Regions from separate parts of the Ovis aries genome. Here all the other regions are linked to region 3. Evidence: chromatin contacts called from public Hi-C data. All regions are on one chromosome and are shown on one strand. The core of a region is the stretch at or near the end of the contact, and the rest is flanking DNA. Distances in the headings are between cores, read along the strand shown. Region 1 holds the start of CNOT9 (CCR4-NOT transcription complex subunit 9). Region 2 holds the start of ZNF142 (zinc finger protein 142). Region 3 holds the start of CTDSP1 (CTD small phosphatase 1). Region 4 holds the start of LOC101108811 (C-X-C chemokine receptor type 2).

Region 1 (2,807 bases), core at 191-2,690, 130 kb after region 3:
CTATCAATTACTTCAATTACTATCAACTATATATAGGTGATGTCTATATACATACACACACACACACATTTATCTATACACCCAGCTTACAACTAAGCTCCAACCCCAGTATAATCCAATTGCCTACTTGACATCCTCTGTTCAGACAGCTCTTCCAGTTAGAGGCATGTCAGACACTGCCACCCCCAAGAGGCATTTACACAGAGCCTAAATTTTGAAAGGATTACAAAACCACCCACAGACCAACTTTCTAGACAGAGGATTTTGTCATAAATTATTATTTCCTTTCACAGATCATGACCTAAAATAGGTAAACCTGACAACCTGATTTGATGGCTAGAGATGGGGAACAACCAAAGGCACGAAAAAAAATATAATCTATGCCTTTGAGTGAAAGATGACTAGGAGAGAGGTGAAGAATAGCCAAGAAAGTGAAACAGTATCATATCCCAAGGCCCGATGGACATGCGGCAACGGAAGTCACCTGAAGAGATAGCAGGCCTCGCTAAAGGGCGAGTGACGGACAACAACAGCCCCCAGCAAAGAGGGGCCAGGTTTGGGTCACGGGGGGCAGCGAGTGACAGTAAAGACCCGGTCAAAGGAGAGGAAAAGCCTAGGGGAACACACAAGTGGAGTACCTGTGAGGCGACAGAGGGCGTCGCGGGAACGGGGGTGGGCTGAACCGCAGCCGGTGAACTCCAAAAGAGTGAACGCCGAGTGGGCGGACCGCACGGGGCGAGAAGTGAGGGGCGGGGGGGGGCAGGGTAAAACGGCTCCGTTGAGACGCTCGCCGGGCCCGCCTTACCTGTACCTGCGAGTCGGAGCTTTGGACAGGCCTGCCGGAAGCACGGAGTCCGCGTGGAGAGGGAGGAGCTGGGGGTCGCGAAGGAAGGGACGCCGGGCACGGAGAGGGGCCGCTCAGTCCCCCAGTTAGGGAGAGCGGCTGATGGCGGGAACTGTGACCACACGCAAACACGCACGCACGCACGCACACCCGACGCGACCAGGAGTAGCGCGTGCGCGCAAGCCTGGAAACTCCGCCCTTTCTACGCCCTCTCTCCGCCCCAGTACCGGGCGAAATCACGCCGAGGTAGCCCCGCCCCTGCCCGGACCGTAGTACGCACGCGCACTCTCTACTTCACGCACTTTTCGCCTTCCTACCATTTCCCTCCTACAGAGTCCAGTTGGGCATGCGCACTGTTGTCCTCCCGGTCTGCCCGGTTTTTCCCGCCCTTCACTGGCCTCCGGAGGAAGGTCAGAGTTCACGCCCTTCTCTGGAGATACCAGCTCCAAGCTGGGGATGGGGGAGACTAGCAGGAGGCGGGTGTCCTTCCGGTCTTGAAATTTCAGGGGCAAAACAGACTCGAGGATTAACTCCAGGAGCTGGGGGGGGTGGGGCGGGAAGAGGTTGTGTGGGCGGGGTCAGAGGTGAAAGGTCAGAGGGCTGCGGAGGGGGCGGAGCGAGCCGGAGGCGGATGGCGGCTGCGGCGTGTCATCATCTTCGGCGGCTGAGGCGCTGAAGCTGGGACGCGGCTTGGCGCGTCCGGCAGTGGGAGGAGAGCGGCGTCCTCTCCCAACATGCACAGTCTGGCGACGGCTGCGGTAAGTGACTGGGCCGCCCAGCCTGGGCCCCAGACCTCTCCTCAACCCCGCGTTTCGGCCTTTTCTCCTAGCTCCGTGTGGCAGGCTAAGAGTCCTCCAGCCCTCAACCCGCGAAGACCCGGCCCCCCTCCTCGCTGAGCTTGGCTGTGACGGAGCCTGCCCTCACTCTCCCTGCCGGCCGGCTCTCGCGGCCTCTGGCTCGGTGTAGCGCGTTCTTTTCCGGCCCCGGGGCCTGGTCGCGCGGCTGGAGCGCCTCCCTTGCGGCCCAGGGGGGCCATTCATTGATTCATTGCTCTACCAACAGTTTTAGGCCGCCGTTTGCGTGCTTGGCGTTGGCGGGGACGAGGGGACTTCCGAGGTGCATCTGACCCTCCCTGCCTAGGCACATCGCGGCGGGGAGGAAACGGCCTCTAGCTTAAACCACTTGCTCTACAGATACAAAATCCGAGACCTGAACAAGTGACTAGTTAGGATGTCTGACTTACGGTTCTCTGCGTTTAAAACCTTTTTTCATACATCTCTTTTTACCAGCGTGATCTTTGATCAAGAAAAACAGTGTAAACTCCTAATAACCATGCACTGTGGCTCAGAGGGTAGAGTCTGCCTGCAATGCGGGAGACCTGGGTTCGATCCCTGGGTCGGGAAGGTCCCCTGGAGAAGGAGATGACAACCCAGTCCAGTATTCTTGCCTGGAAAATCCCATGGACTGAGGAGCCTGGCAGGCTACGTACAGTCCGTGGGGTCGCACAGAGGTGGACACGACTGAGCGACAAACACACAACCTAGCTAAAGTAATCCTGAGGTTTCCCGTTTTGTTGAGATAAAACCCAAACACTTTGCATTGCCTACAAGGCCCTCCCTGAGCGTTAATGTTCCTTACCCCTGTTTTCAGTCTCATCACATTGCTTTGCAGGCTCCAGCTACAACTGGCCGCCGTTCCAACTTTTCTACTTAAGCTTTAACCAAGTTTTGATTCATTTACTTCTTATTTGTCCCCCTTTTGAGGTCAGGGACAGGGATCATGTAGATCCTGTTTATATGACTACTTCAGTGCCAGGACAGTTCCTGGCACCAAGTAAGGGCTCAAATATTTTTGCTGAATGCCGGGGTATTGATGAGGGCAGTGACCACTGAGAGCAAATAGCTGTGATGGGCAGACAGTATCATGTGATTTGAGCATACTCTTCGGAATGCTTATCCAACTT
Region 2 (2,892 bases), core at 334-2,833, 210 kb after region 3:
AGAGCAGCCAAATAAATAAATGTCACTTTACTATGATGGCATCCTGACACGGTTCATCTAAGTTTCTCTCTCTAGGGTCCTCATGGCACCTCGTACATAGCTCTACCAGAAACATGTCATACTGCACTATTGTTTACTTGTCAGTCTCCCTCCCTGGACTTGGAGCTTTCTGAGTGGATTTTACTGAAGTTATCACGTCACTGAACATAAACCACAACAGCCTATGCAAGTCAGACAAGGGATTCTAATGAAGAACTGTGATGCAGTGGTAAAGAATCTGCCTGCCAATGCAGGAGATACAAGAGACACAAGTTTGATCCCTGCATCGGGAAGATCCCCTGGCGTAGGAAATGGCAACCCATTCCAGTATGCTTGCCTGGGAAATTTCAAGGACAGAGGAGCCTGACGGGCCACAGTCCATGTGGTCACAAAGAGTTGGACACGACTAAGCACACACTCACACACAGTTAAGAACCGCAGACACAGAGATGCAAGGCTAGGCTTCTACTAAGATAACAAACCAGAGGCGCCTTATGTATAAAGTAACACATCTGGAGAAATTTCTCATTCATTGACTATGACCTAATATTGAACACTGGAACTCAACTCAGAAGTGAATGTCAACTAAATTGCATATCCTGTTATACACTGCTAAAATTAGTTTGCGCTGAGTAATTAGGAATTAAGGATGATAGTATAATCACTCCATGAAACTGAGCCATGAAGGTCAGGTAAGGGATGCCTAGGGCTAGAAAATCATTTTGTACATGAGAATTCTGCAACTCAAAGCCTCAGATTAGGGAAATTTAGAAGGTGGTAGAGCAGCGCACTTCCGCCCTCAGAGGGTTCTCTGGAAACCACTGACTCCACTTATCGCTGCTCTAAGGAATCTTCCAGCTCCAGTAATAATTGCCTTAACGGTGAGCCAAGGGGTGCCGTCTAGACTGAGAACCGTCAGCCGCTGGAAGGCCGAGTGAGGTGGGACACAGGTGGGCACAAGAGAAGAAATGAGGTTATCTTCGGGGCAGCGGTACCGAGGAAGAGAAAGGACACATTAAGGCAGAGAGAAGGCCTGGGGAAAGGGTGAGATCGAGTCTGGGGACCAAGGCATCCGATTTCCACTCGCCTGTGGGCTCTACTCACTGCGTGGCCTTCGGCAGATTGTAGTTCCCTCGCTTCCCGGGATGTCAGCTTTCCTGTTTGTAAAGTGGAGGCGAAGACAGCCTCCACATCGTTGGGCGGGAGCGGGAATCACAATTGCCGGCAAACGGGAAAACCGTCTTGTAACCTGCGAGGCTAAGGAGGGAGCATCGTCATGCTTACTGTCCTAAGGAGAGGCAGCGTGTAACCGGGTGGGGTCCACAGCAATGACGCCGGCAGTGGTGAGCTGATGCGCCGGGGCCTCGTTCGTCGCCGCGCTCCCTTCTGCACTTCTCCCGAGCTTTCCCATCGCCCAGGCCTACCTCTCATTCTGCGGTTTCAGAAACTTTTGCCTCCGGCCTGCTCCGCCCGCACTCCCTATTAGTTCCCGCCCCGCAGCCTCCGGCTTACCTCCAGCCCTAGGCGGGCAGGAGCCTCATCTCTATGGTCGTCCAGCGGCTGGAGTGGCCTCCCGGGACTCTCTTTGTGCGACCGCCTCCGGCCCAGAAGCCTCCAGGACCGCGGCATATGGAGGCCGCTCTCTCTTTCTTTGTGAGGCTGGTGGAGTACTTTCTCTATGGTTCTTCCTATCTTTTCCCCACCCAGCCCCCACCTCCCCTGGCCCTGAAGCCCAGAGAGTACCATCGAGAGTTGTGGAGCAGAGTGGTGTGGTCGTCTCGGTAGGTGTGACGGGAAGTAGATGAAAGAACTCGGGGGCGAAGCCAAGTGGAGAGTGCCCGAAGAGCCGAGGGGTGAGACCATCGAGAGGAAGGGCCAGAGAGTCATGGCGGTAAGGGGGAGGAGTGACCGATTGCTGCAAACCAGGCTGCTGGAGGCGCGAACTGGGGTGTGGAGGGGGTTCGGGAGGAGGCTTCTGGGCGTCCGACAAGGACCAGGAGCGGAAAGGGCTTTGTCTGTGGCCTTCCACGCATAGGAATTTTGGAATTCTGGATCCTGTTCTGAGCTTCAGCAGAGGTCACTGCTGTCAGTTCACCGCACTGCGTGCCGGCATAAAGCAAACCGGCGGGGGGTCGGGTGAAGTGTGCTAGAAATGATTTGACCTCCTACCCCTCCGGGATCTTACAGCTTAGAATCAGGCCCAATCACATTTTATTGCGGGGCGGGGAGTGGAATTCGGGGGAATCTCCGTGGAGAAGGTAGCAGATGGGCGGGATTTGAACTCTATAGAGATTGGGGGAAATAAAATGGGCATTCTGAGTCAAGGAGGAAGGAGGCTTGTTTATTTGTTCAACAGAGAATATTGGGAACTAAGCCATTAGAGGTACGTTGGCCCCGTGTTGTAGAGGCAGAGGCGTTTTCACCTAATTCAGGGACTTGTTGAGAGCCAATCATTGGAGGTGTTGGAGTAGGGAAACTAATGGCGTTGAAGCAGAGCCTTATGAGGAAAAATCTCGACCCCTGTATAGCAGTCTGGTGAAGCATGACCAAAGTGGAGATCCACTAAGATACCACTTCAAGAATTAAAATTAATTTCGAAGAGACAGTTTAGATGGGAGGTAATAAAAGGGCTAACAGGACATGAACATGTGAAATAGATGAGAGGATACCTGAAAGACATGATACGTGATAGCAAGGCATGAGGATATTGACAGGTTGACAGAAGAGAGTAACTTCATCCCCTGCTCATTCTGGCCAGTGGGCCCCTATCTCAACTGGTCCCAGGAACCGCAAAAATGCTGTCCGTCTATTATCCTGAAAGTTGTATCATTCAGTCAAATTTAAGGAATCTCC
Region 3 (2,812 bases), core at 219-2,718:
GTTCATTGAGATGAGGGGCGCAGCCACAGCCGGACCCAGACCTAAGTGCTCGCAGCACGTTGGCGATTATTCTAACTAAAAGCAGAAGGCAAGTCGTGCTGTCCAGAGGATCCACAGCCCCCGACCACCTCCCCACCCCGCCCTGGACCCCAGGCCCAAAGCGAATGCGCCTTGGGGCCAGTTCTGCTCGCGACCCGCCGCCCGCGCGGGGCCTCTCCCTCCCGGGCCCCCTCTCTGCCTGGCCGGGAGAAAGCGCGCCGCGCTCTCACCGGGCTGCCGGATGGGACACGACGCGCCCGCCCCGCCCGCGGGGGAAGGAAGTGCTGGGGCGCGTTTATCAAGCCTTGGCGTTATTAATATTTTAAAAATGTGAACACAAAACAGTAACGACAAGTATAAGGAACTTCATAGACAGGAAAACAAACCCCGCCCGCAAACCTCACCGCGCAGCACACGGGAGTTTTGCTCGCGAAGAATCCGCGTGGAAACGCGAGCCCCGCGCCCGGGGGAAGTCTGTACGGACCCGAGTGGAGCGGGTGTGCCAGTGGATGTCCGTGGTCCCCATGGTCCGGCATCGAGTCCCACTGTGTGGGGCCGCGGCCTGATTTCCCCTCCCCACAGAGGGGCCGGCGGGTGGGAAGCAGAGGAGGGGGCCTGGGAAAAAGGAGGGTTTCATTTCTTCGAGGTCGGTGGGATTTATCTATGCGAAGCGGTAGGAAGCCTATTCAGGCAGAACGAACAGCACGTATAAAGGCCCTGAGGCGTGGAGGCCCTCGGCTTCAGGCAAGAAAACCAGGTGGCTGGGGTGGGCATGGGGAGTGGACGTGGCCGGGCGCCCGGTGAGGAGAGGTCGGCAGGGGCACCCCGGGGCGGACAGCTGGAACTTCTGCACCCTACAGCTCCGGGTTTAGGGGAAAGGGGCCGAGACTGCGGGTAGGTCACGGTCCGCTTAGGGACCTAATGGTGTGGATCGGCACAGTCGTTTGGAAGTGCAGCAGAGGCTTTGCACGCTCACGACTTCCCCTGCGACCACTGGAGAGAAGACCCACTTTTCAGACCAGATGGTGTTATCCCCATTTCCCAAATGAGAAGACCGAGAAGCTGCCAGTCCCCGACCTTTGGAATGTTCAGAGGTGGAGTCGCGCTGCCTCGGGGCACTCCCGGGCGCGGACGCGGGCGCCCCGGGCGGGCCCTAGTCCCGGGCCGCTCAGCGCGGAGAACCGTGGGCCGGGATGCCGGCCCTGCCACGCAGCCGCAGAGGCTTGGCTTCGCTGGCGGGCTGGCTGGCTGGCTGGCTGGCGGGCGGCGGGAAAGGAGGCGGCGCCGCCGGGAGCGCGGCAGGAACCTGGCCGGGCCCGCCTCCCTGGCCGCCGAGCAGCGCCGGCCCCTCAAGTGATGAAAGCCCCGGCCGAGTCCAGGTCACGCTGAAGCCGTTGCCCTTTTAAGGGGGAGCCTTGAAACGGCGCCCGGGTTCCATGTTTGCATCCGCCTCGCGGGGAGGAAACTCCATGTTGTAACAAAGTTTCCTCCGCGCCCCCTCCCTCCCCCTCCCCCTTAGAACCTGGCTCCCCTCCCCTCCGAAGCTCGCGGGGATCCCTCCCTCCCACCCCTCCCCTCCCCCCCGCGCCCCGATTCCGGCCCGAGCCGGGGGGGAGGCCGGGCTCCCGGGCCAGAGTCCGGCCGGAGCGGAGCGCGCCCGGCCCCATGGACAGCTCGGCAGTCATTACTCAGATCAGCAAGGAGGAAGCGCGGAGCCCGCTACGGAGCAAAGGTACTGGGGCGCTTAGACCCGCTTAGACCCGGCGCCGCAAAGAGGAGGGGGCCGGGACCCTCTCGAGGGCGACAGTTGCCGCCGCCGCCCGGGGCGCCCGCCTTGGCGGGACCCGAAGCTTCCAACCGGAGGGGGAGCTGGGTGAGAGTTTGAACTTGCAGAAACTCGGAGACCCGGGGCGGGGCCTGGCGCCTTTTGGGGCGCTTCGGTCTGCTTGAGGTGGGGAAACTGAGGCAGGGGTGGAGCACGGGGCGCCCTCCAGGTTTCCCAGACTGGGTGTGCGCGAGGCCGAAGAGTCGTACCCCCCCCCCACTACTCCCCCATTGGCGCCAAGGGGGCTGGGAGATGGGGGGGCTGAAGAGGGCGCCTTCAGGCCACCAGCTGAGACTCCGCCCCCTCCGGGCCGCGGTCTGGCTGGGTCGCGGGAGGGGGCGCAGAGGTGACAGCGGGCTGGGGAGGGTTGGAAAGATCTCCCGCTAACGCAGGGCCACGTTCCCCACAAACTTCCACGTCCCGCGTGGAGGCGCGGAGAGAGACAACCACTTCTAAGGATCGCCCGCGCGCCCGCAGGAGACGCGTGATCGGATCGCGCACTTGGCTCCCCGAGCCGGTGGGCGCCGTGTCTGTGCATACACGCAGCGACCCGAGATGCTGCCAGCCTGGGCCGGGCACCCCGGGCCTGATGGTTCTGGTCTAGGGGGTCTGCCCCTCCCTGTCCTCGTGTGGACTTAAGAGGCTAGGAAGTTCTTCCAGGTCTGTCCACTTGTGGCCGGGACCTAGCTCCGTCCGGGGTCGGGGGTGGGGGGTTGGATAGGGGGTCGGGTGGAGGGTGGGCCAGTCTATTAGCGGGATCGAGGTTGGAGGTCCGGGTCGGGGCGGAGGAGGAGGGGCCAGTAGATGGCCGCAGGACACTAGATTCAAGCCCCCACCCCTTGTGTCTGGGCCCAGCTTCAGGGAGGACTTTGGACCTCTGGAGGTGGAGAGTGGAAGGAGGGCGGGAGTGGGCCCCAGGGCCCCAAGCCCCAGCCCTCTTTTGTAGGG
Region 4 (2,836 bases), core at 85-2,584, 190 kb before region 3:
TGCAGCAACAAAAACCAGCGCAGCCAAAAAAAATTTTTTTTAATAAATAAATATTTTTAAAAGGAGAGAAGAGGTATGAAAGGTGAAGGTGAGAAAACTGTGGCCCCCTGGTCACCATCTGTGAAAGTGAAGTCACTCAGTTGTGTCCGACTCTGCGACCCGTGGACTGTAGCCCACCAAGCTCCTCTGTCCATGGGATTCTCCAGGCAAGAATACTGGAGTGGGTTGCCATTTCCTTCTCCAGGGGATCTTCCCGACCCAGGGATCGAACCCAGGTCTCCCACATGGCAGGCAGACACTTTAACCTCTGCACCACCAGGGATGCCCTTAAATTCAAGAATACAGTCTCTCAGAAAACCTCTTATAGAGACACAGAACTTCAGATCCAAGTACTAACATCAAAGATTTCAATGGAGGAAAGGAAGCCAGGTTGAAAGAAGAAGGGGGAGGAGGCGGGAGAGGAGGGGCGAAAGGGGTGGCCTTACAGACGTCTCCTGCCACCTACAGATACCCAGGCGTTATGGGACTTTTCCTGGGCCTCCAGAGAAGGGAGGACTGAAACTCGGCCCTACCAGAAATCAGACCAGACCAGAACCAGAATTCGAGTTCTCTGCCAAGAGGAGATGATCAGTCTCCAATCCTCAGCTCAGGCTGAGGACCCTTCAACCAGATTCCTGCATCTAGGACCGGGGGACTAGAAAAACAGGGAAGGATAGGAAAGGTTAAGGAGAGGAAAGAGAGAGGGAAGGGGAGAGAGGTCAATAAAGCCTCTTGTTTCTTACTGGTCGGGGCATTCTGGCCAGTTGTCTGCATCAGGAGGAGACCAGGGACAAAAGGGGTCCCAGCTGCGGCCACTGGGTCTGGTCCACTGGCAGGCAAGCTGGCCCCTGAGTACCCCGAGTGGTCAGGATATCAGTCTCAGCAAAGAAGAGTCCCCGCCAGAGTCGCCATTTGTTGCAGGAAGGTGGACCCCTTCCAGGTCCCGAAACTGGGCTCTTGTCTAACACTCGGAAATGAATTGTCTGAGGAGACACATGTGCTGACAAAACAAGAGATTTTATTGGGAAAGGGCACCATCTGTAGCCATGTATAAAAACAGAACTGAATACATGGTCATGAGAAAGGAGGCAGGGAGTCAATGGAGTACAAATCACAGGTCCCAGACAAGCAGATGCATTTTCCAAAATATAGTCAGACTAAGTCACCCTGCCCCAGAAAAAGTCCTGGCAATCAGAGATTGCTTCCTACCTGAGTCACCAACCATGTATGTCCAACCGTAAGAGCCTGGAACTCAGAGACCAGAGTGCCTTAACACTGAGAGGAAACTTGATGAATAAAGAATAGGGAAGCCTCTTCACAGCACAGCTCCTCCCTGGGCCCTGCCCATGTCTATATTTGGAGAACAGGTTAAATCAGGGGGTCACAGAGTATCAGAGACTCCCAGGGTCCCTGTGTCCAAGCAGGGGAACCCAGGGTGAAGATGGAGTTAAGGATCCATTATCTGAATTCTCCACTCTGTGGATGGCTATTGTCATTCTCTTCCTTTTCTTGCTTTTATTTCCATTTGAAAGCTTCCAAATTGTCTGACCCGAATAAAGGGAAAGAACTTGACTTTATATAGTACAGATTCTAGCAGTCCATATGGGAGGGCCTTGTAGGAGCCCTCCACCAGCGGGGTGGGGTTGACGGCTAGAGGACAACCCAGTAGGAAGGAGGTCGAAGACTGAGTAGTGTTTGGACAGCAAACACACAGTGTTTACTTAAACTCTAGACTCCTCTGGGATGGAGATGTTGATGGCTCTTCGGAGGAAGAACTAATCCTCCTCCACCACCAATGAAGAACTGCTTGATTAGAATGGCCCTGAGTCTGGGGGCCACTCCTGGAGTCTGGCTGGACCACAGGGAGCCCAGCAGAGCTGGGGCCGATGGTAGTGAGTGGAGGAGTGGTGGTAATGTCATTCTCCCGGCTCTCAGTCTTGACGGATGGCATCTCTGGGAACCTGCCTTAGCTGCTCCCAGCAGCTAATGTCTGTCCCTTACCTTTACCTCTGGTACTTCAGTCACTTCTTCCTTATAACAGGAACCTTATTGTCCTGTAACGATGAATTTACAAGTCAGTCTGCCCCACCAGACCGTGGGCTGCTAGAGACCACGCCAATTCACCTTCAGAGCCTCTGCCAGGATACAGAGTAAGTGGTTACTCAATGGTTATAGGGTAAACAACATCAGTCATATCTCCTTGGATTGATGTGTCGTGGGTCCTCCCCCATCCTCTTCCTGCGACTCAGGGTGCCTATCACTTTAAGGAACAGAGTCTATATAAGCTGTGCCTGAAAGCTGCACTTGCTTATAGCCGAGCTGGACTGTCTGTCCTTTCCAAACTACCTGCTACTGTTTAAAGTTGGTGCTAATCTATGTTCTGCCTCTACCATGCATGCCGAATGTAGCATGGCACTGGTGCCTACAATTCTGCCCCTGGCAAGCATATTTCTTAAACTAAGTCATGCTTTCCTCCTGGGTTCTCTTATCCTTTATAAGTAATAGCAGGAAGTGTAAGCAGACAATTGCCCTGCCTGGGGCTACCCATGCTTTGCTTTTACAGGTGTTGACCAGTTGCGACCTGATGCCTAGACTAGAAAGGACTTGAAGATGGGGTAGTCCCTGGAGAGAGCAGACATGTCTCCTATTAATCATCTAGGGAAAAGGTAGCTCCTGGGGCAGAAAATAGAGAACAAGGGAGAAAACAGACTGGGGTCTGGACTGCGCAAGCCAGTATGCACTCCAGGGCAAACTGAAAATATTCGCCACGAGGGGGCAGCAGTCACTGGGTGAGGAA

Evidence for each region. A called contact is a pair of places that touch in the nucleus more often than the background predicts.
Region 1: a Hi-C map of liver shows a contact between it and region 3, with 7 times the contacts expected there. The contact joins the promoter of CNOT9 here to the promoter of CTDSP1 in region 3. A contact is called at or near these places in 5 of 16 Hi-C or Micro-C datasets (hypothalamus, liver, muscle and 1 more).
Region 2: a contact with region 3 is called in a Hi-C map of liver, with 2.3 times the contacts expected there. The contact joins the promoter of ZNF142 here to the promoter of CTDSP1 in region 3. A contact is called at or near these places in 4 of 16 Hi-C or Micro-C datasets (hypothalamus, liver, muscle and 1 more).
Region 4: a contact with region 3 is called in a Hi-C map of mixed tissues, with 4 times the contacts expected there. The contact joins the promoter of LOC101108811 here to the promoter of CTDSP1 in region 3. A contact is called at or near these places in 3 of 16 Hi-C or Micro-C datasets (hypothalamus, liver and mixed tissues).

The regions. Positions count from the first base shown.
Region 1 is chr2:220,543,495-220,546,301 of ARS-UI_Ramb_v3.0, forward strand. It overlaps CNOT9 (CCR4-NOT transcription complex subunit 9), which reads left to right and starts at 1,441. Exons shown (of 8, transcript XM_004004926.6): 1 at 1,441-1,602. The coding sequence starts at 1,579. USP37 (ubiquitin specific peptidase 37) reads right to left here and starts at 976. Exons shown (of 24, transcript XM_060411307.1): 1 at 812-976.
Region 2 is chr2:220,629,074-220,631,965 of ARS-UI_Ramb_v3.0, forward strand. It overlaps ZNF142 (zinc finger protein 142), which reads right to left and starts at 1,584. Exons shown (of 9, transcript XM_060411279.1): 1 at 1,464-1,584; 2 at 1-1,296. It overlaps LOC101111607 (mitochondrial chaperone BCS1), which reads left to right and starts at 1,774. Exons shown (of 8, transcript XM_027965189.3): 1 at 1,774-1,892. The coding sequence starts at 1,841.
Region 3 is chr2:220,414,494-220,417,305 of ARS-UI_Ramb_v3.0, forward strand. It overlaps CTDSP1 (CTD small phosphatase 1), which reads left to right and starts at 1,469. Exons shown (of 7, transcript XM_012146099.4): 1 at 1,469-1,771. The coding sequence starts at 1,705.
Region 4 is chr2:220,226,738-220,229,573 of ARS-UI_Ramb_v3.0, forward strand. It overlaps LOC101108811 (C-X-C chemokine receptor type 2), which reads right to left and starts at 1,335. Exons shown (of 2, transcript XM_042244218.2): 1 at 1-1,335.